2 separate regions of the Aphis gossypii genome follow, and region 1 is linked to region 2. Evidence: chromatin contacts called from public Hi-C data. All regions are on one chromosome and are shown on one strand. Each heading gives the region's core, a stretch centred on a gene start, on an enhancer-like site or on the middle of the called end of the contact. The rest is flanking DNA. Distances are from core to core; before and after follow the strand shown.

What was found. Hi-C and Micro-C count contacts between places; a contact is called where the count stands out from the background.
Region 1: a contact with region 2 is called in a Hi-C map of whole body, with 3 times the contacts expected there. The contact joins the promoter of LOC114130760 here to the promoter of LOC114130771 in region 2. A contact is called at or near these places in 2 of 2 Hi-C or Micro-C datasets (both in whole body).

What each region holds. Positions count from the first base shown.
Region 1 is chr2:28,104,580-28,110,899 of ASM2018417v2, forward strand. It overlaps LOC114130760 (BTB/POZ domain-containing protein 7), which reads right to left and starts at 4,468. Exons shown (of 11, transcript XM_027995807.2): 1 at 4,169-4,468; 2 at 3,415-3,579; 3 at 2,552-3,337; 4 at 2,336-2,471; 5 at 2,105-2,268; 6 at 1,810-2,036; 7 at 1,430-1,749; 8 at 1,056-1,218; 9 at 813-991; 10 at 530-748; 11 at 1-465. The coding sequence starts at 3,563. The coding sequence ends at 268. It overlaps LOC114130761 (protein SHQ1 homolog), which reads left to right and starts at 4,641. Exons shown (of 2, transcript XM_027995811.2): 1 at 4,641-4,924; 2 at 6,148-6,320. The coding sequence starts at 6,156.
Region 2 is chr2:27,856,280-27,862,754 of ASM2018417v2, forward strand. LOC114130771 (26S proteasome non-ATPase regulatory subunit 12) reads left to right here and starts at 4,691. Exons shown (of 9, transcript XM_027995822.2): 1 at 4,691-4,807; 2 at 4,887-4,955; 3 at 5,073-5,252; 4 at 5,767-6,003; 5 at 6,148-6,431. The coding sequence starts at 5,079. LOC114130821 reads left to right here. Exons shown (of 9, transcript XM_027995885.2): 9 at 1-607.

The DNA.
Region 1 (6,320 bases), core at 3,218-5,717, 250 kb after region 2:
TATTTGAGCTTAATAAAATTTCAAATTTGAGAATCAGCAGCTAATGAAATGTATACATATGAAACTTAATGAGATTATTATCATATAGCTAATACTATTTACAATTAAGGATAATTTTAATAGCAAATTTCTGAATTTCTCTGTAATACTAATACTATAATATAATTAGTTTCAAATTGTTTGCTTCCCCCTCCTTCATTATTAGCTCACTGTAAAATGAATTCTATCAACTATAAATTTTACTAATGAAATTACATTCAGAATAATCTAAATGAAATGTTTAGGAGGAGGAGGTGTTTTATATGGCGACTGATTGGGCGAACTATCGCCCAAGTCTAATCTTAACTCAACTTCGGGGCCAAGAATTGGACATATGTTTAACTGGTCCAAAGATAGCGATACGGCTGCAACATCAGGCATGATTACTTGCTCTCCTCGGCCATCAAAGTCTTCATCATCATCATACTATTATATTGATTACCAAAAATAAGTAATAAAAAAAAATAATTTATAAATAATATTTACTTACTCTGATATTATTAGTGTATCTTAAAGATGAAGCCATATCATTTACAACATATGGTCTATGTTGTTTTCTTAATTTTTGCTGTGCGTACACAGATGGTAATGTGCTAGTTCCTAAACCTTTTCGTTTTTCTTTTCTGGTTCGACTACTTCGAGATCTTGTACTTTCTTTTGGTTTTTCATCAGGACCTCCACCACAGTAGCACACAGAACTGGCTGCTTTCTAATTATTAAACAACCGTTAAAAATTGTTCGATTTAAAAATAAAATTGAAATATTGATAATACTTCTAAAAGATAAGCAACAGGATCTGGCAAGTTGAACTCTCGAACAACTCTTAATCTTATTTGATGATTGATTTCTTGTCGATTAGATAAAGGCAGTGATATTGCTCGTTGACAACCAGGAGCAGATCTCAATTTCTGGTCACGTTTAACCATAGCATTCATTGTTGACACATCTGGTGCTATAAACAAATTCATGATTTTAGAAATAACTTAGAGGTTAAAAATAGTATATTATTATTATACTTGGGATTGAAGCTGTTAAAACATCAAGAGATGAAAGACCATAAGATAATGGAGTAAATTTTTCTTCTATCATGTATAAAGTGTCAGGTATACCATCAGGCATATATCTTGTTCGCCGTACAAGCTCTTCATCCTCTCTTAACATTTGATCTTCAAATAATGACTAAACCAAACAAAAATTTAGAATAATATATTGATTTAAATATACTAGTCTAAACTAGTCTAAAGTGTTTATTATTTATTGTTTTGGTATGAAAAATATTTTGTGTTACTAATACTAATCACTTTCAATATTGCTATCTTTAAAATTAAAAATTAACAATATATAAAATTATAAATTATCAAAGCAAATCTTACAAATTTTAATATCTTACTTTAATTTCATCGTAGTATGGGATAAATAACCTAGGTCTCACATAAAGCCCAGACGGATGTCTAATCCAAGCATTGATTCTGGACATATGATGAGATAATATTGGTGAGTCATTACCAATCATATGGCTTGGTGGTGAGCTCACTAAACCTCTTCTTATAGCTTGTGTCAAAGTCTCATGTTCTGTTGGGATAACATGATCCATACGCACCAAAGGTAAGAGTTCAGATAATATTTCACGAAGTTCTACGTCACTTAAATCTCGTTTCTTTACACCTTTTCGACTAACAGAATGTGTAGTTTGACTTACTAAATTTGGTTCTAAAATCAATAAAATAAATTTTAAATCAATTATTAAGTTAAAAATTTGAAATATAATACCTCTATCCTCCATACGCCTAATCAATTCATGTTCGCCCCATTTGAGAACAGCTTGTAAAACTTCGAGTTCACTTGTTTGTAAGAAATTACTCTTTAAACAGTCTATTAGATGAGCTTTGTCAAGTTGGTACAAAACAGGACTATTAGCTACTTGAGAAAATTCTTCACGTAAAAAATGTTTAGCTTGACGATGAACCCATGCTGACCCATGTGGCAAACTTCCCCACCTATTTATCATTTTTACTATTAGTATATAATATTTAAAATCAAAATCATAATATTTAAACAGAATTACCTAAGTACTCCTGGAAGTGATTCTAGAGTAAGCCATTCTAGGATAAGATCCTCACAACCCTGAGAAACTATTTCTAGTTCTAGGAAACGACCAATCTGATACAATTCCATAGCTTCATCCAGAGGGCTTGGTCTAACACGTCCCGTATTAGTTAGAGCTTCAACCTAATACATTAAATGGTTGTAAGTATTTTAAAGCATATAATAGTTTATGACACTGCATTATATTTACTTCACTTAAACTGCCAGCAGATGAACCACACCCTGAACCTCTCAGAATCAGAGACAAATCAACTGTATCTAAATAAATTGCGTGTAATAGGACTCTTGCATATCGCTTTGGAATAACTGATTCATCTAACACTATCCTGAAATATTATTAAAAACAAATAATACATAGTAAGTAAATAATTAATTGTTAATAAATATAAAAAATTGTTGTCAAAACCTTGTAGGAATGTGTAAAGCTCTTTCAGTATGTTCTTCACCAGATTTAGTTCTTCGTTGAATAAGATTTCTAAAAAATGGTGATCTAGCACTTAGAATAGATTTATGGCAAGGCAATTCCAGTTTGGGTTGAAAACCATATTCAGAACCAGTAGATTCTGGCCTTCGATCTGAATACCCTTCCGGAATGAATACAAGTGCAGCATCTGCATAGTCACCGGTTTCCAATAGGTATCTTAAATCATTTTCTAACACATTTGGTGTACCAAGCTCATCACCAAGTCTTCTTAATAACGCTAAGTCTATATCTCCATCTCTTGGAGCTATATCCCCAGTGTATAAAAAACGTAATAATGCTGAAAACATTTCAATATCCACACCAGGTGTTCTCAAATCTAAACAAATACGTGCCCCATAACCAGGACACCCCAAGAGCAATTCACGAAAGTATGGACACCTAGCTGATAGTATTGCTCTATGTACTGGGAAACAAACACCACGAAAAATGAGATCGACGTCTGTACAATACTTATGGTCATATAGAGTAGATAAATCTTGTTTAAATGTAGCAGCTGGAGGTCTTGCAAGTTCAGCTTGGACAGACAAGTCTTTAAGAGCAGCTAATGCTTCATATTCTTCAAGTAAAGCAGTAACTTCAGCTGGTGACCAATCAGATATCAACTCTCTTATGACACGACCATGGTTACACACCTTGGAGTATCGACGACGCTTAATAAGCTTCTTTCGCAAAGTCGCAAAACCAGACATACGCATCTTACGTCTCTCCCTAAAGATTTAAGAACATAAAGAATTAAGGTAAGTACTTAGAACAAATATATTATGAAAAGAAAAAAGTCTACTTACTTTATAATAACTCCTGGATAATTTTGAACGTCTACATTAGGATATTCATTGGAAGAAACCCCGGCACCCATTCTGTCGTCTGGCCAAATCCTTTTCGTCATCCCATCATATGACCAGACACAAGGTAACAATGGGAAACATAAGTTCATCACATAGTTATTTTCTCTAAAATATAAAAGTTAATTTAATGAGGAAAAACAACTAGATAAAATAAGAAAATATTAAATGCAAAAAGCTTTTGTAGTCTTTATTTGCTACATTATATTATATTCTACACAATCAATGAAATGTTTAATAAAAATAAATTAAAAAGTTAATATTAAGTTAATAAAATAACATATTCTAAATTTTATAAGAATTTATAAAAACAGAATTAATTTATATATTGCTGTTCAAAACAATGGACTAGGTAGGTAATGATTAAAATGTATGACTATAATTTACTCAATTGTCTTAATTAACTGTATTATCAGTGTTAAATTTCAAATAAAATCGTAGTTGAAATATAAATCGTACATAAATGATAAATTAAGTTTACTAATTCAAATTCAAATTGGGTCAAGTCAATAAGTTATTGTATACTAGAAATCAGTAGCAACAACAACAAAAGGAAATCAAATGATTTTCATAAGGTGTATTATTTTGAATCAAAACATTGAATTAATTGCGAAAAATATACGAAACAAATATGTAGTCAAAAAGTATTTCTTGAGAAGCTTGTTTTAGGGTGTCCGAGAAAAAATTAGCCACTTACCTTAAATAACCCTTTCATGACCTGCATTCGTGGAATCATCGAAATGAATTGACTGGTACGAATACTTCGTAATGACAAATCCTCGAAAAAGGTAACTTTAAAAATGAAGATTTTAAACCGAAACAAAATTTGTATTTTGTAATAGAAATATTTGAGATCTAAATACAAATTTTGCTTAGCTGAGAATATTTTGTTCTATTGATAAAAAAAAAAACATCAACACGCCTACAAAAATGGTTAGAACGTCTTTGGAAATTAATTTCCTAGTGAGAACACAAAATAATTATAACTATATACCTACCTGCGAAAATAAAAACATGTTGATTATTCAAAAGAAAAAATGACTTCACAGTTTTGAATTAATTATTAGTGTTGACAGTGTTTTGATGTAAGATTCGGTTATATTTTTATTTAATTTGCCAGTAACAATTAATTGTTGTTTTAATTAAATCACAGAATCATAATTCGTAATAGCTTTGGAAATTTCAGTCAGACCAAACATATTGATAACAAAACATGTGATCGAAGATCGAACAAAAAAACGCCGATAAATAAAATAAATATTATCTATTATGTATTTTTGTATTTGTGGTCTGTTGTTCCAGTAAAATTTGTGGTTACAAGTGACAAGTGACAACTCACAATATATAGTATATACATAGTACATACTATTCTGTCCAATACGTAATAGTGCCAAACTGCGCTTAATTCATTGAATATACATTTCATCCAATCAAATCCCAACAGTAATAACTTGTAAGTAAGTATTTTAACAGATATTATTACATTGTAGACGTCGACTAACTTAATTATTGTTGTACCCACTTACTTATATTATGGCGGAGTTTTTAGTATTAAATTTTTTAAAAAAAAATAACTATTTTTTAGGTCACTGCTGTATAGGTGATTTGTTGTTTAAATTATTTTCAGTGATCATATAGTATAACTTAGATATTCATACTTGTAGCTGTATTGTAATTTTACAATAATAATACAGTTATTAAGTATCACTTACCTATTACTAATTTATTTTTCATATTACTAATAAGTTATAAGTAATAAACCATAAAGTGTTATTAATTTATTTTATTTTATATACATCGGTAAAATTTTTTATATAATATAATAAATAGAACAATGTTCAAGAACGTATTTTCCCAATTTTTTGCTCATCTGTAACCCCTTTCACATTCAATAAACTATCCGTCTAGTCTACCTACAGTATAATAAATCCATACACCTGCATATAAGTCCACCACAATATTTTCTTTATAAATTAAAATGACATTTATACATTTATAAACATTTGTTGTCTTAAAATAATGTTGTCCGACAATGAGAAAGATATACAACTTTTGATACACGCTTTTTTTATTCTAAATAAATTATATTTATGGATGTCCTCTTATAAATAAAATAGCTTTGCTAATAAATTAATACATTAATGTATTTTCTTTGTTTATCTATAGTACTTATTTATAATATATTGTAGATAAACATTAAACTATATAATTATTAAAAACTTAATCTCAACTACTAACTATTAGTTTATCATTTAAAATGTCAACTACCTACTCATTATAATCTCGTGAAATAAAAATCTAATTAATTTAGTTCTTAAATTATATTAATTATTTTTATAAATATATAAAATACTTTTGAATTTTAAAATGTACACACATACATTTATTTGTTTGAATAAAATTACCCAAATTACTATTTTTACAATACAATTACAATACAGTTGCTAAAAGTGTGTCTAGTATCCTTAAAAATATTAAGTAGGTATTACTTACCTGTTGAAGTTTGAAGATTACAAATCATGAATATAAATTCTAATAATTAATTTGCAGTTCTAAGTAAACTCATATCAATATGTTTGAAAATACCTAATTAAATATTAAATAGTTTCTACAGTTAGTTTATTATAATTTATAATCATATAATATTTTTTTAAATAACTATTGTTTACTTTTCAGCTTTTACAATGTTAACTCCAAATTTTGAATTGGATCAAACAGATGATTATTTAATCTTAAAGATCAAAGCTCGATTTGCTAATGTCAAAAATACAGAAATTGATGTTGATGGCAATCAAATCACATTTTGTTCCTATCCATATTATTTACGCCTTCATCTACCCGGTGAACTG
Region 2 (6,475 bases), core at 3,441-5,940:
TTTTTTTAATGGGTGAAAATAATGTGTTTCTTCTTGAGCTTTATTATTATTATTATTATTATATTATTATTATTATTATTATTATTATTATTATTATATTATTATTTTATTTTATTTTATTATATTATTATTTTTTTTTATATATATACAATCTGATCGTTGATGACGATTAGTGACAATAAAACTTTAATCTAAACAATCTTAACAGTAAAAAAAGTAAGTGCAATAATTTTGTGTGTGTAAATAATTTACCTTTTTTATAGTGATAATTATTATGATTAGCTACACATTTTTAAAACAAATTATGTTAAATTTCCTTTTTTCTGTCATTGGTGCAATTATCACATGTACACTATTGGCAGCTTTAACGAAAAAATCAAATTTCGAAAATTAGTTTTCGAGTTTATTACATTTTTAAATTACATATTTTGTTTGCATTACACCTTCTTAATGATAAAAAAAAACTAGAGAATAAAAAAATTGTAATTGTTTAATTTTTTTATAGTAATTATATATGGTATTGTAGATTCTATTTATAAATAATTAAACAAAATTGATGTATAAATCAATATACATACATATGTACAATTATATATTTGAGACGACATATACACATTTTATTATTGTAAATAGTTGTTCAGTTTTAAGAAATATATATGTTTCAGGTAATCATATTTTATATTTTACTTGATAATTATTTTATAAGATCCAATATTTTCTAAGAAGAAATTGATATATATTGATACGTATCAGTTCAACATCATCTGTTTAAGAAGTTAAATATACAATACATTAGTAACACATACAAATCATCAGTATGTAACTGATACGTATACAATTTCTCTTCTTAAAAATCTTGATCTTCAACTATAATGGTAACCTTTAAGTTTTCTTTAATATTACTTAATCCAAAAATTTATAATTTTTTTAGATTATAGTAAGTCTAAAATATTATTTATTCCAAAAACTGTCCATCTAGTTATTATTATTAGAGTTAGAAACCATTTTTTATAAAAGACAATTATTTAAGTGGTTTAATTAATGCATATATCAATATTACCTTTGAGAGGAGATTTTCAGGAAGAAAATATTTCTTTATTGCTTCAATGGATTTTATTGCAAATTTAAATTAATCGTGACTTGTGTTGTATGTGCAAATTTCTTTCTGAATATTTTTTCAAATATCAAAATTTGAATTAAACATAGAATATTATCAGTATTTGACATTTGTATGCAATTTGATATATTTTTAGTTTAGTATCTTGTGTTCGAAATTTTATTGAAAAAATCCTTCAATTATTTATTTATATGATATTTTCTATCTTTTCAAATGGCTGTATTACAACGTACCAGTGGTGACATGGACCTAGGCAGGGGTGGAGGTGTTTCTATGGTTAGAGGTTATCCCCCCGTGACCTTTTTTTTTTATACTATATACATCATACCGATTATAGAAAAAATTAACTAGTTTTTTGGGGTGTATATATTCCCTCCCCTTCCAATGAAAATTCCTGTCTACGCCACTGAGTAGCGAATGCTGACTTTAAAGTATGGGTATTGTCATTTATCTTAATGTATTATACTTTTATTTAGTTTATAATTAATTAATAATAAATAATTTGTTTTTATTTATAAATAAATAAAAATTAATAAAATTTTCTAACACGTACGTGTAAATAATTATACTACTATACAAGTCATTGACGAAGCACAACACAATGATCATGTCTTGGGTGGTTAGTATCGCAGTTGCTACTTTGCTAGTGAAGAGTGGAGCGGATCTCGGTCACAGAATAACCGAAATTTCACAGGGATAACAAGCGTTGTATAAAGTTTGCGTTCACGGCTATCGCATGCTCTGTCAATAAATGTTACGATCAAGATTAACAGAAATAAATGGCATTTCTTGTATTTTTACTATTTAATAATTATGTTTCTATTCTTGAGTATACGGCGCGTTCTAAGCTTGACCTGAGAATTCGCCACTGGAACGTCTATAAAATATTACAAAGAAAAACACAGGACACAGACAGATCATATTATATAAGTATAAATTTCAATTACAAATTAAATATTTAGTAAAATATCAGCATACTATTAAGTATTTGTTATTAGTATTTTCATCAAAGTATTCTAAGCTCATACTCATTAGCTATTTAGCTATTATAAGCTTTTAATTCCCGTTTACACAGTGACAATTAACTTAAATAGTTACTCTGTCATAGTGTAAATCATTCAATAGAACAACAGTAGCTATTGTGACTTATTGCAGCGGTTACCAACCTGGGGCACGCGCACCCCTAGGTGTACGTGACATGATCTCAAGGCGTTCGCGAAAAAATTATTTTTCGTTTATTTATATTTTAAATTGATATTTTGGGGTACGTGAAATAGTGGTGAGAGAGGTCAAGATTCAAGGGGTACGTGAATGAAAAAAGGTTGAGAACCGCTGACTTAGTGCATAGCTAACTGCTAACTGTTCTCATTGAATTTCACCATATAAACTCGATTTAATTAAGTACCTAAAGCGGCTAAAGCTAATAAGGTTTACATTCTAATCGCAATCATATATGTATATCCAATAAAAAAGATTTATAGTTGTTAATGTCCTACTGTCATAACAATAAAGAACGGTGACCGGTGAGAACAGGGTAATATGATTTAACTCGACGAAAGAGGCGCAGCTGTATCCCTAAAGCCCGGACATTAAAGAGGGCTAGGGTGTGGCCAAAGTAACCAGATTCTATATATTTCACCTAATTTTTACTTAAAAATAAAATTAATCTGTTGTTGAACGATTGGTTTTTACTGTTTAATGAGGATCAAATAATCAATTACTAATTAGTTACTCTATCTTGTATTTTGTGAGTTGTGACAATATGATAAGATTATTTAAGCACTTGTCTATGACAATGTGAATTGAATCACTATTCAGTATTCACTATGTAATTTTTCCTAATGTATGTAATGATGTACACCCTCCGATTATTCTGCCAGTTACAGTAGCTGAAGCACTAAGCAAAAGTAAAGAATTTTCATCGATCAACCATGGCTTAAGATAAATTTTCAAGCTTGGGTTATAGAGTACACTTGTTATGGAACTTAATCTTACTAACTGTCAAGTCAACTAGATGATAAAACATGGGTAGGTACTTTAAGTTTTAATTTTAGTAAGCAAAAAAGCTAGAATAGCTATTGCCTATTTTGTAAGCAACTATTTTGATCAGGCACGTACACAAAAAAAAATTCTGGGAGGAGGGGTTCATAAAAAGATTTACAATAATCAATATTTATCGATGAATGATGATATAAATAAACTACAGTGTACTACAGTGTTACTACACAACTATTAATTTTCGGGGGGGGGGGGGGTGAACCCCCAATACTCCCCCCCTGTATGTGTGCCTGATTTTGATAATATAATAATTTGTTCTATATTATACTTACGTATTACACTGTATCTGTGTAAGCAATAATATTTTTGTTTGATGATTTTGAATACCTTATTACACATCAGTTTTAAATCTTTTTTTTTCAACACATTTTAATGGACGACGCTAGATATTAGTATTCAGTTTAATAATTTACATTAGAAAGTACCTAGCTCATAATATTTAGTGATTTAAACTATTTTCACAGATATGACAATCGTATGTAGACATAATATAATGTATTATGTGTTGTAGCTTGTAGGTCATCCTAAAAATAATATCTATGTACTAAGTTCTAAATTCTAATTATTTGGTTTAGCTCGTAGGTACTTGAGTACTTCGGATACCTACCTATATCGGTATCTGATTTAGGCCCGGTTTTTCAATCATCCAGTTATTCGACAAATAACTATTCGTCGAATAAACTGAATCAGCGAATTAATTTCCAAATAAAACAAAAATCGTTTACAAGTGTTTTTCAATAAAAATTTATCTTCCGAATACTGATTTAGTCGTTGATACGTAAGTATATTATAACATGTGATATGTCTATGGTAGATACTATAATTCGTTATTACCTACTAAGATTTATAATACGTATTATTTACTTACTTATTATTATCTTTATTTTGTAATTTAACCACAAAATACAAATATAATTTATTTAAATATTCTCTACATAGTGAATTCTTGAATTAACTCGATGTTATTAGATTAATTATTACATATAAGGTATAACCTTGGATTAAATTATAGGGTTAATTCAATACCTATTTAGATTAATTTTTAAAATCAAACTATATAATCTAGATTCTACACTATGGTCTTAGAATTAATTTCTTGATGCCGATTAATAATTTAATATCAATTAAGGCCTATGAAAGAATTGAGTTAATTGACTGATTGGTGAAGGACGGTGGCGTGCTGAGTGCTCATCACCGACATCAGTAGTTACTTCAAAGAAACTGATTCAGACGATTCAGTTCATCACCAAATGTATCCTCTCCGAAACTAAACAGTCAACCAAAAGTATAAAGTGTCAAATGTTATCCTTTATCCATATTCTATTTCACGGTCTTAGAAGATATTTTCTAAGGCCGCGCTCTATTTCAACTATAAACGGGAGTCGACCGTCGACGGCTATTTGACTATTTGAGTAAACTAATCAAAATATTAATATTACAATTATTTATTCGTAGATGGCGTTGAAAGTTGACCTCCGATATTGGTAAACATTTTGTTTTCAAATAATACCATTTATCATAACCACGGTAATTTTAGACTGTTCTTCGGGGTAAAAAGATAAAATGTTGTTTATTCCTCCATGAAAACCCCCATCGACAACACATTCGTGATTTGCAATTTTATAAAACAAGGTAATAACTATTTTAATGTTGATATGAATTAAAAACAGTTTTAAAGATTATTACTCAACACTCTTCTTGGTTCTTTCAGTTCTTCGTTTGTACTACGTAGAGTGAATTTGATTTCAAATTTAAAAACTTATCGTTTAACCAATAATATGTAAGTAATATACTATAGGTAATACCCAATTAATTTACTTGCATCTTAGATTTTTGTTATGTCTCATTTGTTAAATGATAGTATTACCATAAAAATGATATTTTATTAAAAATGTAGATCAAGATGATGGACAATTTGGAGCCATTGACCACCGATGGGGGTCGTATTGTGAAAATGGAAGTGGACTACAGTGCTACATGCGATGAAAAAATTGCTATTGCTGAGAGTTTGGCAGCTAGTGGTAAACTACAAGAAGCATTGGATACATTACTCATGCTTGAAAAACAAACTAGAACTGTAAGCTATTCTTCTCTTTTTATACCATTACAACTACATATCTGATCAGTGATCATGTATTTTTATTACTTATTAGTATTTATACTTTCAATGTACCTATGTACATTGTATCCAATGTACTTATTTTATACCTTTATAATATTAAGTAACTTAGTATGTCACCTATGTCTTATAGACATCTATTTTAAAAGATTGTTATTGGTTTAAATTTATTGAGTTAACATTCATATTTAAAATACTAAAATACGTTGGTAGGTATGTCGAAATATGCAAAAATTGTATTCCTTGAAAATAATTTTAATCTTACCTAGAGCATTCTACAAGCATTACAAAAAAAAAACTTGCAAATGTAAGAATTTCCGAACCCTAGTTATGACCTATGTTTGAAAGCCTCTGATGTTAATATATGTTTTATCATAAAAAGTAAAAACTTGTTTAGATAATAAATTATATAATCATTTAATTACCAACTTTTAATTAAAAATAAATTTTCTAATATATTATATTTTTTAAGGGATGTGATATGGCTTCAACTAGTCGAGTTTTGGTTGCTATTGTAAAATTATGTTTTCAAGCTAAAGAATGGGCATTACTTAATGAACATATTGTTATGTTAACTAAAAGAAGATCACAGTTGAAACTTGCGGTTGCAGCTATGGTCAGAGAATGTTGTACATTCATTGACCAAACACCGGATAAAGAGACAAAATTGAAATTAATTGAATCCCTTAGAAATGTCACCGAAGGAAAGGTAAATAACTCAGTTTTTATTTTAAATTAAAACAATCTGATTGTACAAATTTAAATGTTGTATTTTTTAATTATTTTAGTTTATTAAAACTCTAATATTGTGTGTATTTAATTTAAAAGTACAATTTTTGTTTTCGTTATTTAGATATATGTAGAAGTTGAAAGAGCTCGTCTAACACAGAAATTGGCTCAAATTAAAGAAGATGAAGGTGATGTAACTGGCGCTGCAAATATTATTCAAGAATTGCAGGTGGAGACTTATGGTTCAATGAAAAAACAAGAAAAAGTTGAACTCATTTTAGAACAGATGAGATTATGTTTGGCTAAGAAAGATTATATTCGTACACAGATTATTTCCAAGAAAATAAACACAAAGTTTTTTGATGATGATAAACCTGAAATACAACAGCTTAAATTAAAATATTATAAGTAAGTATTATTAAATTTAAATTTTTAAATATTTATTGTTTATC